2 separate regions of the Mus musculus genome follow, and region 2 is linked to region 1. A link is a contact called in public HiChIP or PLAC-seq data. All regions are on one chromosome and are shown on one strand. Each heading gives the region's core, a stretch centred on a gene start, on an enhancer-like site or on the middle of the called end of the contact. The rest is flanking DNA. Distances are from core to core; before and after follow the strand shown. Region 1 has its middle 110 kb from the start of Gm30034. Region 2 overlaps Arhgap18 (Rho GTPase activating protein 18).

Region 1 (5,659 bases), core at 2,396-4,895:
CATTTTACATTTTAAACATACATATATAGAGAAAGATACAGCCAGGACTGAAGAACAAGCCTGTAATCTCAGTTATTTTGGAAGCTGATGCAGGGGAATCAAAGTCTGTCTGGGCTACATAGTAAGTTCAAGGCCAGTCTAAATCTAAGTAGTTTAATCAGACCCTGACTAATTAATTAATTATATCCGAATGTAGGTGTGCATGCCTTTAATCCCAGCATCCAGAACACAAAGGCATTTCTGAGCTCAAGGTCACCAGCCTGGGCTACATAGTAAGATCATTTCTCAAACTATCTCCTACAACTCACAACTAAAATTATAGAGCTGGGCATGGTGGTACACTCCTAGTACTTGGGAGACTGAGGCAAGCGGAACTTGAGTTCAAAGCAAGACTTTGTCTCTAAAAATAAATACAATGAATAGTATGAGGATAAATAATATGTATTTCAATGGTAGGTCAATTGCCCACCATGTATAGGATCCTGGATTCAAGCACCAATAATACAACACACAAAATAAAAGTCTTATATTTTGTCTTTACTTTTGTCTCCAATTTGCTTTCAAAATCATTGAATTGCATACAATAATAATAGGAACATATGCAATTACCTTCTGAAATCTACTCATTTCATGAAAGCTTGAAATGTGTGCCTTGCTTTTAAAAGATTATTTTTAGTCATATATCTATTTATTAAATACAACCTTAGACTTCACAATCTACTCCAGATTAAAAAACTTGGCACTGTACAGTTCCAGCTTGGTGTACCTCCAAGAGTAGCTAGTTATCGGAGCTAGAGTCAGAATATCCTCAACACAGTATGAGTGACCTCCAGCTCTCCCAAAAGGGCAACAGGACTAACCAGCAAGGCTTTAATATAAAAAGAATTCTTAGACTGCAAAAGACTTTTATTAGCTTCGAACATGTAATAGTCATCTGAAACTACTTCAATTCCTATGTGAAAAGAAATCAAATTAATATAAGTTGTCAACATTACGTGCAGACATAGCCTTGCACTCGTTATAGTATTCCATGGTAGAACAGTGCACCAAGAGGAGAGCATGCAGGCAAAGGAAGGCACAACTGTGAGGACATAGAGAGATCAGTTTGGGGGCTGGGTAAGAGCACTTGCTGTATGTATACACATGATGACCCATACTGAATCCCAAGCAGCCACTTTAGAAAACTGCCCATGCAGGGACTGTACTCTAGCTGTGGTTGGGGAGATGGGCAAACCTAGACACTTGCTGACCAGCCACCTTGCAGAAACAGTGAGATTCTGCTTCAGTATCAAACCCTGTCCCTCTAGCTGATACCTGACCATGCACATGTACATACTGAACACTGATTTACATGCAACATACATATACATACAAATATGTATACTATACACACCTGACCATGCACATGTACATACTGGACACTGATTTACATGCAACATACACACACACACACACACACACACACACACATATATATATATATATACTATACACACCTGACCATGCACATGTATATACTGGACGCTGATTTACATGCAACATATACATACATATATGTATACTATACACACACACACACAAGAGAGACAGAGACAGACAGAAAAGACAAACAGACAGACAGACAGATGGACAGACAGACAGAAGGACAGGCAGAGGAGAAAGGGGGAGCACTGTAGATACTTTAAGACCTTGGAGGTTTCAATTTTCTCAGCCATATATTAAGGAGCCAAAGAATGGGTTTTGTCTACCCTGCACTATTTATATGGATTCTATTCATGTTCAACCACCCAAAAGACATGTCCCTGGGCCATGTTGTTTTATTGGTCCACAAAAAACATTATTTTTTTTTATTATTATTTTTTTCAGTTTCCATCCTCATTGCAGTCCTTCCCTCCTTTCCTTTCATTCCCACCCTCCCAAACCTCTCCCCCATTACCCCCCCCACACACACACACACCTTCTCCTAAGAGAAGAGAAAGCCTCTCATGGGCACCTCCCCACCCTGGGACATCAAGTCACAGCAAAACTAAGTGCATTCTCCCTCTGAGGCCAGACAAGGCAGACCAGCTACAGGAAGAGGATTCAAAGGCAGGCAACAGAGTCAGAGACAGCCTCCCTCTCCAATTGTTAGGGGACCCACATAAAGACAGAACTGCACATCTGCTACAAATGTGTAGGCGCCCCTGAAGTCCAGCCCCTGCATGTTCTTTGGTTGGTTGTTCCGTCTCTGTGTGCCCCCATGGGCCCACGTTAGTTTACTCTGTACATCCCCTTGTGCCCCACAAAACATAAACTGAATTTTATTATTACCTTACTTTTATCTGAGAGGAATTCCAGGGCATGACCACATGAACCACCATCAGAAATTCCAGGACATGCCCACACGAACCACCATTTCTAAAAATACTGACTATTATGGCTCCTACTGCCTTTTAAACAGGGACAAGATCTTGGTCCCAAAGAAATCTTGGTTTTCTTTGTGTTTTTTTTTTTTACACTGACTTTCTAAATCCCCACTGTACCCCCTCTTCTTTGTCTACTCAAAAGCTCAAAACCAAAGTCATTTTCAAAATGTAATAGACTCTGGCTTAGATGTATATTCTCTTTTCTCCTCTTCTTTTTCACTTTTATAGTTCCAGGTTTTCTCTATTTTCTGTATCTTACTTGAAATATTTACATGTATCCTACTTTGTAGGAAAAGGTCAGATAGATTAGCTAGATAGATTTGATTGACAGATCTAAGGAACATGGGAGGAATCAGAGTTGTTTGAGGTTAATAAACAACATCTATTGGGAATGAATAGGTTATTAAATTTAATATTTCATGCAGGTGAGAAAAATACATTCATTAATAAAATTTTAGTGAAGACAGTAAAAGAAAAGGAAATAAAATAACCTCCCCACAGGCCACCAATGAGAGACACCTGCTAACCATATGTTAATAGCATTCTCCCACCATTTTGTTACCATACATAATCCAGACCAGGTAGAGCCTTGGTTTCCTCTATAGCCATCTTTAGGACCCTCTGTGCTGTTCTCTCCAGGTCTTAATCAGGGAAGAAGTCGTCATCTGATAGACCATTCAGGATAATGCTCTATCCCTTCCCACCAACCACACATGAAAACTGGGCTGCAGAAAAACTGAGATTGCAACATCAACACACTAGTATTAGTTGATCAGACTGATGTGGGGTGTAGTGTGCCTCCCCTCTCTGTGCTGCCAATCAAACCTACAGTAGAAATCCTTCTATATTGAATGCATACAACCTTCAAGTCCCTGAGTAGCTGGAAGCACAGTCTTTTCCTGAAAGACCCTGTGACTCTCATAGCCTTGACTTTCATTTTTACTTTTTTGGAGTGACATCTCTGCCTCTCTCTCTCTCTTTTTTAAAAAATAAAAATGTATCCCAGAATCTAGCCAGTTGATTCACTGCAATGTCCAAATCATTGATATATGGGTTGATACTGATAGTTTATGGAAAACAAACCACTCTGTATTTTACCAAGGAGTGAACCACATGTTGGAAGATAACATGGCTGGTGATGGACTTTCACCAATCAGCATGAAGACTAAGGGAAGTCCTGAATGGCGTGGGAGGAACATTTGACAATACCTACAGTCATGACTCAGAAAATGTTGCCTGGATTGAAATACTTGGAAGACAGCACTGTAAGCATTCAAGTTAGTTTCCCATTAATACTGCAAATCACTAGGGCACATGACTCACAGAAGGTCAAATGAGTCACAGCAGGATCTCTTTGAATATAAAAGACTACCTTGTTGATTTTCTCCACTCCAGGTTTCTGGTGCTGCTGCTGCCTTGGATGACTGTACTTAATTTCTCTATATCTCATTTTCAACACCACAGGATATGATCAACTTTGAAAAGTTAACATGAGAAGTTGTCGATTTAAACACAGAATCCTGTGTCCTTCCTATTGTTCTCACCCCTCCCTCCTCCACTTCCTCACCTAGGTAGATGGATTTCAGAGTCAATGGCATGGAGCATCACAGACAAGCACTTGCTCCACTAATGCATACGAGCAACTAACTCATTCTGCTGACCAATACTACAAATGTTCAAACTCTAGAATACATACATTTGCCTTTGCACTTAATCAAACATTAATGTCAACTGTGACCTTTGCTGAGCATTTTTATGGTATTGATGTTGTTAGAACACAATGAGCTGAATTCTACAATTACCTCCTTTAATCCAAAACATAGCTATCTAAGGAAGAACTCCATGTTTGAACAGACTCCAGTTTAAATCTTACAAAAAAATGCACACAATTTGGAAGTACAGCTACAATTAAGATTCAAGACCTAACTGCTGTTATTCATAGTCATGTTATCTTCAGAGCTCTGAAGAATCACAGACAAATTGAGGATTATTATTGTCACATCACTTAAAGGTTATAAAATCAACACGATATGAGTCACCAAACTAGAAATGACTCACCATCTCTATTGTGATGAATTTTTGTTCAGCAAATCTTCCCTCAATATAGAAGGAACTAATTTCTGATGAAGGTTTCATAAAATAAAACCACAGCATGCTAGTGTTGATAAGTGTACATATATTAATGTGTGAATATTTGCATAAATACTACAAATGTTAATATATGTGTGTATATATGCATACATAAGTACATATGCAAAATATAGTTAGACTCTTCATATCTACACTACTGTTAACAAAGATGGAGTAAAACATTGGAAATGCATGTGAATTCAATTCCTTCCCTTTTCTTTTGCAGGGTAAGCTGAATGCCTTCAATCTACCTTCTTGGTGGATTATCCCAATATTGTGCCCATGCACATTATTTTGCCTTTTCTTCTGATGTTATTTCCACAGAAACCAAAGATATGAATCCTCCATGTTTGACTTTTCTTCTCCTTGACTTTGCTCTAATACCTTATCATCCATTCAACAAATGTCTCTGAGCTCTTGGTTTGCTGGCTGGCTGTGGGTCAGGCAAAGCAATAGAGGACACTCTGTGAACTAAGAGTATTTCCACTTTCTGGAACCCAGCTTAATGCAATGAGCCTGTGAAGGTGAAGAGGCAAAGATGAGAGAACTCTGGTATGGTAGGAAACAAAGAATGAGAAGTCTTTTTCCAAAAGTGGAGTTACAGATTGTGGCATTTTTAATCAGGCCTCAGGGTGGTCAAGAAATAGGTCAAGAACCCCAGAAGAGCATGAGATTCAAGGATGCTAATTAATATGGTTCTACTTCACATTCTTCTGCTAGCTTAGAAAACAGGACTAGAAAACAACCTGTATGTTCAAGAACAGGCAGACTCTAGAGGCATTTCCCCACCTTGCCCTGGACATTTCTGTCAGCTAATATCAGCACTAGGTCCCCAGTCTTGAGTCAAGTCATCACACTGGGAATAAGGTAAGAATCACTAGGGCTTCTCTAGCACAGGTTGTGCCCGGGCCTTGAACTGTGAGTGGTGTTTGAGCCCCAGGTCTTCAAGCAGGACAGATGACCTGCTGAATGCTACCCTTACTGCTTCATTTGTTGGTGTTCATGTCCTTAGTTATAATAGAGATAATTCCTATTTATTGGAAATCTTTATTTGTGTGAGCAACAGTAAAGTACAAACATAATTCTTTCCCTAGTTCTTGGCCTATTGTAAGTGTTCAAAATTG
Region 2 (5,203 bases), core at 1,354-3,853, 330 kb before region 1:
TCTGGTTTGGAAGTTAAAGATAAGATTACTTGAACATCATTAGAGTACCCTTTCCTGTCCTGGTGGCCCCTAGGAATAAATGAGAAAACCATAGCACTATATAAACCTTGAAAGATCTTCGTATTTCCTCCCTGGAAAGGTATCAAGACAGATTACTTATTTTAATTTGGAGTTTTCCAGGACCAGAAATTGGACGAACACCAGAATTTTGCAGCCCTCTACCAATGAAGCAACAAAGCACTAGGGTCCCTACAATGAAGCAACAAAGCACTAGGGTCCCATCCTCCTACACAGCTACAGATTTACGTTTTCAGGAAATGGCCGTAGATACTATATCTCTTTGTGTTTTTATAGTAAGTGCTAATCCACAGTTTCTCCACTCTGTGTTCCTTTCAACACTTGGCAAGAAAACCACAACAGAGATCTATGTGACTCATGCTATTAAGAGAGAAACTCAAAGTTTCCAGGTCTTAACACTAGATGCATTGTGTTTTTAAAGGCCATGCAACTTATCTGCACCTGAAGAGAATATTCAGTTATGTTTACTTAGACATTATATGAATGAAAGGAAAGTGGTATGTAGCATCTGACAACTCTTGACATCCGTGAATCAACTTATCTAAGGAAACACGTCTGGTAGTGCGGTGCCTTATGATGACAGTTGTCACTGAGACAATTAACGTGGGTGGAACTCACCCCCAGGCTACTTCCAGGTAGAAAACACTTACTCTGGACAGCTTGGAAGGCTTTGAGATACTCCATGCTCAGCAGTGGCTGGGGCAATTCTCTCAGAAAGAGCTTCAGCAGGCTGGCCGCATCGTGCTGTTTGACACTTTCCCAATTGAAAGTCCCCTCGTAAAATTTCGCTTCTAGTTCTTGGCAAAGATTCTAAATGGCACAAGGGGAGACAGAAATTAGCAGTAAGTACGTTTGTTCCCTATTGAGAGTGTGATCTGTTTTTCATCTTATAAGATTTCTAATCTATAAAGAAATATCTGAATAGCAAAAGTCAATGTGTTTCTGTTACACAGAAAAATATCGTTCCCAACTTTGATTGTCCTTTAAGTGAAGAAATTATACCCAAGGTTAAGAAAAGAGTTTAAACATTTTCACACACTTTAATTAGCAAAGATTTAATTAAAAGATCAGTTAAAATCACTTTCTACTCGGCATGTAACCTAAACACTACCATTAGTTATTTAAAAAAAAAAATTACAATTCAAGACAATGTTTTTAAAGCTATTTAGAGGCATATTACATAGCAAAATGAACAAATCCAAATCTTACACAGATGTTACCTCAATTTTGTTACCTTTGAGAAATGTAAAGCCAAATCCTGTAGATAAGGAGTCATAGAAATATGGAAAGATACTTGCCTTCACTGTCCCACCATTCTGCTGTCAGCCCAAGTTAATTTAGTGAGTCCATGCAGAACGTGGAAGCTGAGGCCCCTCACTTCAAGCACTCTATGAGACGTGCCAAGCCATCTACTACTGCTACTAAATCAACTTAGTGTGTGAGGACTATTTTTCAAGATTCATTTTTAACGTGGCATAAGACTTATTGTGTCAAAAATGTTTCCAAGTGTCTATTACTGGAGCCACTTTCTCAAAGGACAGGTTGTGGGTTTTGTTTCTTTTGTTTCACTGGGGATGGATCCCTATACCTCTGTGTGCTAGGAAAGGGTTCCAGTATCGAGCTACAGCCTCTGTTATACAGTAACATACTGAGGCTCATCCTCTCCTGATAGAGTAACCTTACCACATTTTCTCCGAACCAAATCCTAGCCAATTTTTTTGCCTAATTGTTTTTGTAGTTGGTGAGAAGCATGGCTGATACCTCAGAAACTGGGGGGTGGAGTCAAAGAGCAGTGAGGGAGGAAAGAGAAAGGAGCAGGGAAGGAGAAAAGAAGGAGAGAGAAGAAACGAAGAGGGAAATTAACGCTAAATGGGGGAAAGAGGCAAGAAGGGGTACAGAAGGTTCAGTGGAGTAGGGAGACCAACCATTAGCAGCACATCATCTGTAAATAAATCCTTTACAAGGGGCTGGCTGCGCCACGATCTGGCCTATGACAACAGGCCGGGTGGACCAGTTGACACAGTTGAATCCACTTAACTGCCCTTCTTAGAAATTACCCAAAGCTGTTCCTTCTGTCAAAGCCGCCAACTGCGCGGCTCCTGTCAAGAGCCTTCCTCTGCTCCCACCTGGAGTGTTCTGTTCCCTCTCCTTTTAAAATCCAAACTCCGTTGCTATTACTCATCCTGACTCTGTCTCACCCAGCTCCCTACTACCTTCTGAGTCACGATGTTCTCGTTCTCAAGGGATTATAATAGGTGACGTGGGGATCTGGAAAAATACAAACTTATAGAAACCAGAAGGAGTGTGTAGAGAAATGATAACGTGGAAGTTCGGACATTTTATTATTTTATTTTATCGCCTCTGCTAACAAGAATAAGGATGGGGAGGCTAAGTTGGCCTTTAAAATTCACAAGCAAAATTAAGCAACAAAATTGCACATTAACAGAACTGAAGCATTTTAGTCACCTTGATTCTCATGGCTGCTCCTGGTATCCGTAGGAGGCCCTCGGTTTCCAGACTGCCTTCTTCAATTCGAGAAATCAGCTGCAGATAAGCCAAGAAACATTTTGATCTTAGTCTTTGTTAACAGGTACAGCTCAACATCGGTTCCCCCATTGCAAGAAGTGAAAGCTGATTCTGATGGCATGCAAATCGGATTTGATGAGATTCTGAGTGCTATGGGACCGGCATCTTCAAAACTATACATACAAAAACCTGAGTTGAAATTTGAAAAGGTTTGTCTTTTTCTCTTTTGTAAAAGGAATGTATAATTTCACACAACAGCTGGGACTCTCCACAGGATCAGAGAAAAGATGTTCACTGTGTAAAAGCAACTCAGAACACTATTTTGCTTCTCCAGCAACATGCATTGTGCAATCAAATAAATGCCATGCAATTCCAGTATTTGCACATTTATATACTGTACTTAATTTGTTTCAGGAAACAATATTTTTATATGAAAAAAAAACTGTTGCTAATATTCGTTTTAAGATTCTGGTGGCAAACTTAAAAAAAATGCTTTCAAGCAGCGCTTCTAAGTAATACTAACACTCAAGGAATGGGCACAAATCTAGCTCAAGGACACCACTAAAATAAATTAAAATGAAAATGTAGTAGCCATGGGGCTGGAGAAATGGCTCAGAGGTTATGTACTGCTCTTTCAGAGGACTCAAGTTCAGATCTTGGCTCCTGTTTAGGTGGCTCACAATTGCCTGTAACTCCAGGTGGGGTGGGGGTGGGGGGAATCAGCAGGACCTCTTTGTTCTTTGTGGACATCTGCATTCACATGCAAGTACCCACATGCAAAGGCACATAATTTTAAAACTGAGTAAATATTAAAAACTATATAAAATCAGTCAAATAGGCAATATTACAGAGGTAAATTGTTAAAAAGCGGTGAAGAAACTAAGAATGGTGTGTCCCGTCAGGAAGCTTCCAGTTGCAAAACCTGGGTCGCTCATCCCTTGGGCAGTACAGGGTGGAGCTTACAGAGACAGAGCATCCTCTAGGATGCATAGGAAAATCAGGTTCCACCGCCTCCTCATAAGTACAAGGTAGACACTAAGTGCTTCTGTCCTGTAGCCCATCCCCCTTCTTAAAAGTCTTCTGCTTTACAAAACCCAGACATGGCTTCCCTGCATCTCCAATCTTAGTTAAATGTTCTCTGTGCAACTTGGGGCATGAAATCCCCCAGGGTGCAAAAGAATATTTGAAAGTGAATGTTTTCTCCAGGGAACCCTCTGTTAATGGTTTCTCACACTCCATAGACCACATAGAGCGCACTGTTGCCCCTTTCACATAAAAGTGTCTGTTAGGGACAAGGCCTTGGGAGAATTATGGATCTCTGCCCTATAGATTCCAAATCAGGTATACCAAATTCAGCAGTGGGTCCTCAAGTGTTGGTGACTTTTCCCTAACCACCTATTTTTCCCTATCCAGGGAATCAGTTTTGACCAGGAAAGCCTCTGATATAAAGAGATTCAAAAATCTCAAATTCTCCTAAGAATACACTATTATTAGGTGAGGCATCACTGACCAAAGAAGTACATCAATTTTTAAAATTCAAATTTTCCTAGACCACATTTTTCAAGTACCACTGCAGAGGAACTCAAAGTAAAAATAATTATGAATTATTTGAAATTAGAAGGACATCATTCAATAAAGTATTTCACACCAGCTATTAAAATGTTTCGTGTATGACCAATTTTCATTTTATTTCACCTTATAAAATATTTGCATGCTTTATTAAAACATCCAGTTGAATGCAGGTTGCTCAAGTCAATTAGTTTTTAGCCATCTACACCTTTTACTTTTATTAAATACAGAAGAAAATTATGGCTTTGAAAATGCTAATTGAGATTCATTTCTGAATTTGTGTTTAAATCCTTTCCTAGCGGTCTCTAGTGCTGGATCACAGCATCGAGTTATAGAAGTATACTGTCTGAAACAATACCATGTGTTATCTCCTATTTCTCACTTTGAAAATCACATATTTTAGTTACATTATTAATTAGCTATATTATTAGCTTTTATATTAACAGGAAATATATTCCAGCTTTCTTTTAACTTTTAAGACCTAAAATAGGCAAAAACAGCTATACATAATTGTGCTATTTGGTGAAACTTCAGTGTTTGATATTTTAATGGTGCTCCTACACACACACATGCACACACACACACACATATAAATATATATATATATATATATATATATATATATATATATATACTTATATGTGTATGCGTGTGTGTGAACACTGAATTATAAAGTAGAAATGAAATCAGTCTCTTTTGGCACAACACTGACTTGGGGGAATCATCGGGACAACAACAACAACAACATTGGATTTGAAAATTTGATCAGAAAATGCACTTTCTAAATAAAGTGAACATTTTTCTTCTGAAAACTATACCATTAAAATGAACCACTATTCACAGTGAACACAAACCACTGCTTGCCTTTGAGGGGTTAGGAGAAAAGGCAAGGCAAAGCAAGGGCAGTAGAAGCTAAAGTTAACTAATATGAGATAAGCTTTGCTTAGTGTCACCCGCTGAAAATTGGCCTTTCAAAGTTCAAGATGAACACTCTGGATTCTGGGAGTGAAATGTTTCTGAAAATCAGGTG

The links. HiChIP or PLAC-seq counts read pairs in DNA pulled down with a chosen protein or histone mark.
Region 2: a contact with region 1 is called in a FOXA1 HiChIP or PLAC-seq map of pancreatic cancer cells. The contact joins two enhancer-like sites. A contact is called at or near these places in 1 of 15 datasets of contacts at CTCF or cohesin (the NIH/3T3 cell line), 4 of 484 Hi-C or Micro-C datasets (the HPC-7 cell line, embryonic fibroblasts and uterus), 1 of 115 datasets of contacts at active chromatin or transcription factors (pancreatic cancer cells) and 1 of 9 other capture datasets (liver).

What each region holds. Positions count from the first base shown.
Region 1 is chr10:26,543,022-26,548,680 of GRCm38.p6, reverse strand. No RefSeq gene overlaps it. Among named protein-coding and RNA genes, the nearest start is that of Gm30034, 110 kb to the right of the region's middle. Within about 2 kb of position 3,645, at least 27 of the 459 cell types and tissues checked have an H3K27ac peak or open chromatin away from gene starts, as enhancers often do. A contact at or near this core is called in pancreatic cancer cells, where this site is marked.
Region 2 is chr10:26,874,576-26,879,778 of GRCm38.p6, reverse strand. Arhgap18 (Rho GTPase activating protein 18) reads right to left here. Exons shown (of 15, transcript NM_176837.2): 8 at 2,545-2,622; 9 at 729-888. Among named protein-coding and RNA genes, the nearest start is that of Gm30534, 89 kb to the left of the region's middle. Within about 2 kb of position 2,603, at least 16 of the 459 cell types and tissues checked have an H3K27ac peak or open chromatin away from gene starts, as enhancers often do. A contact at or near this core is called in pancreatic cancer cells, where this site is marked.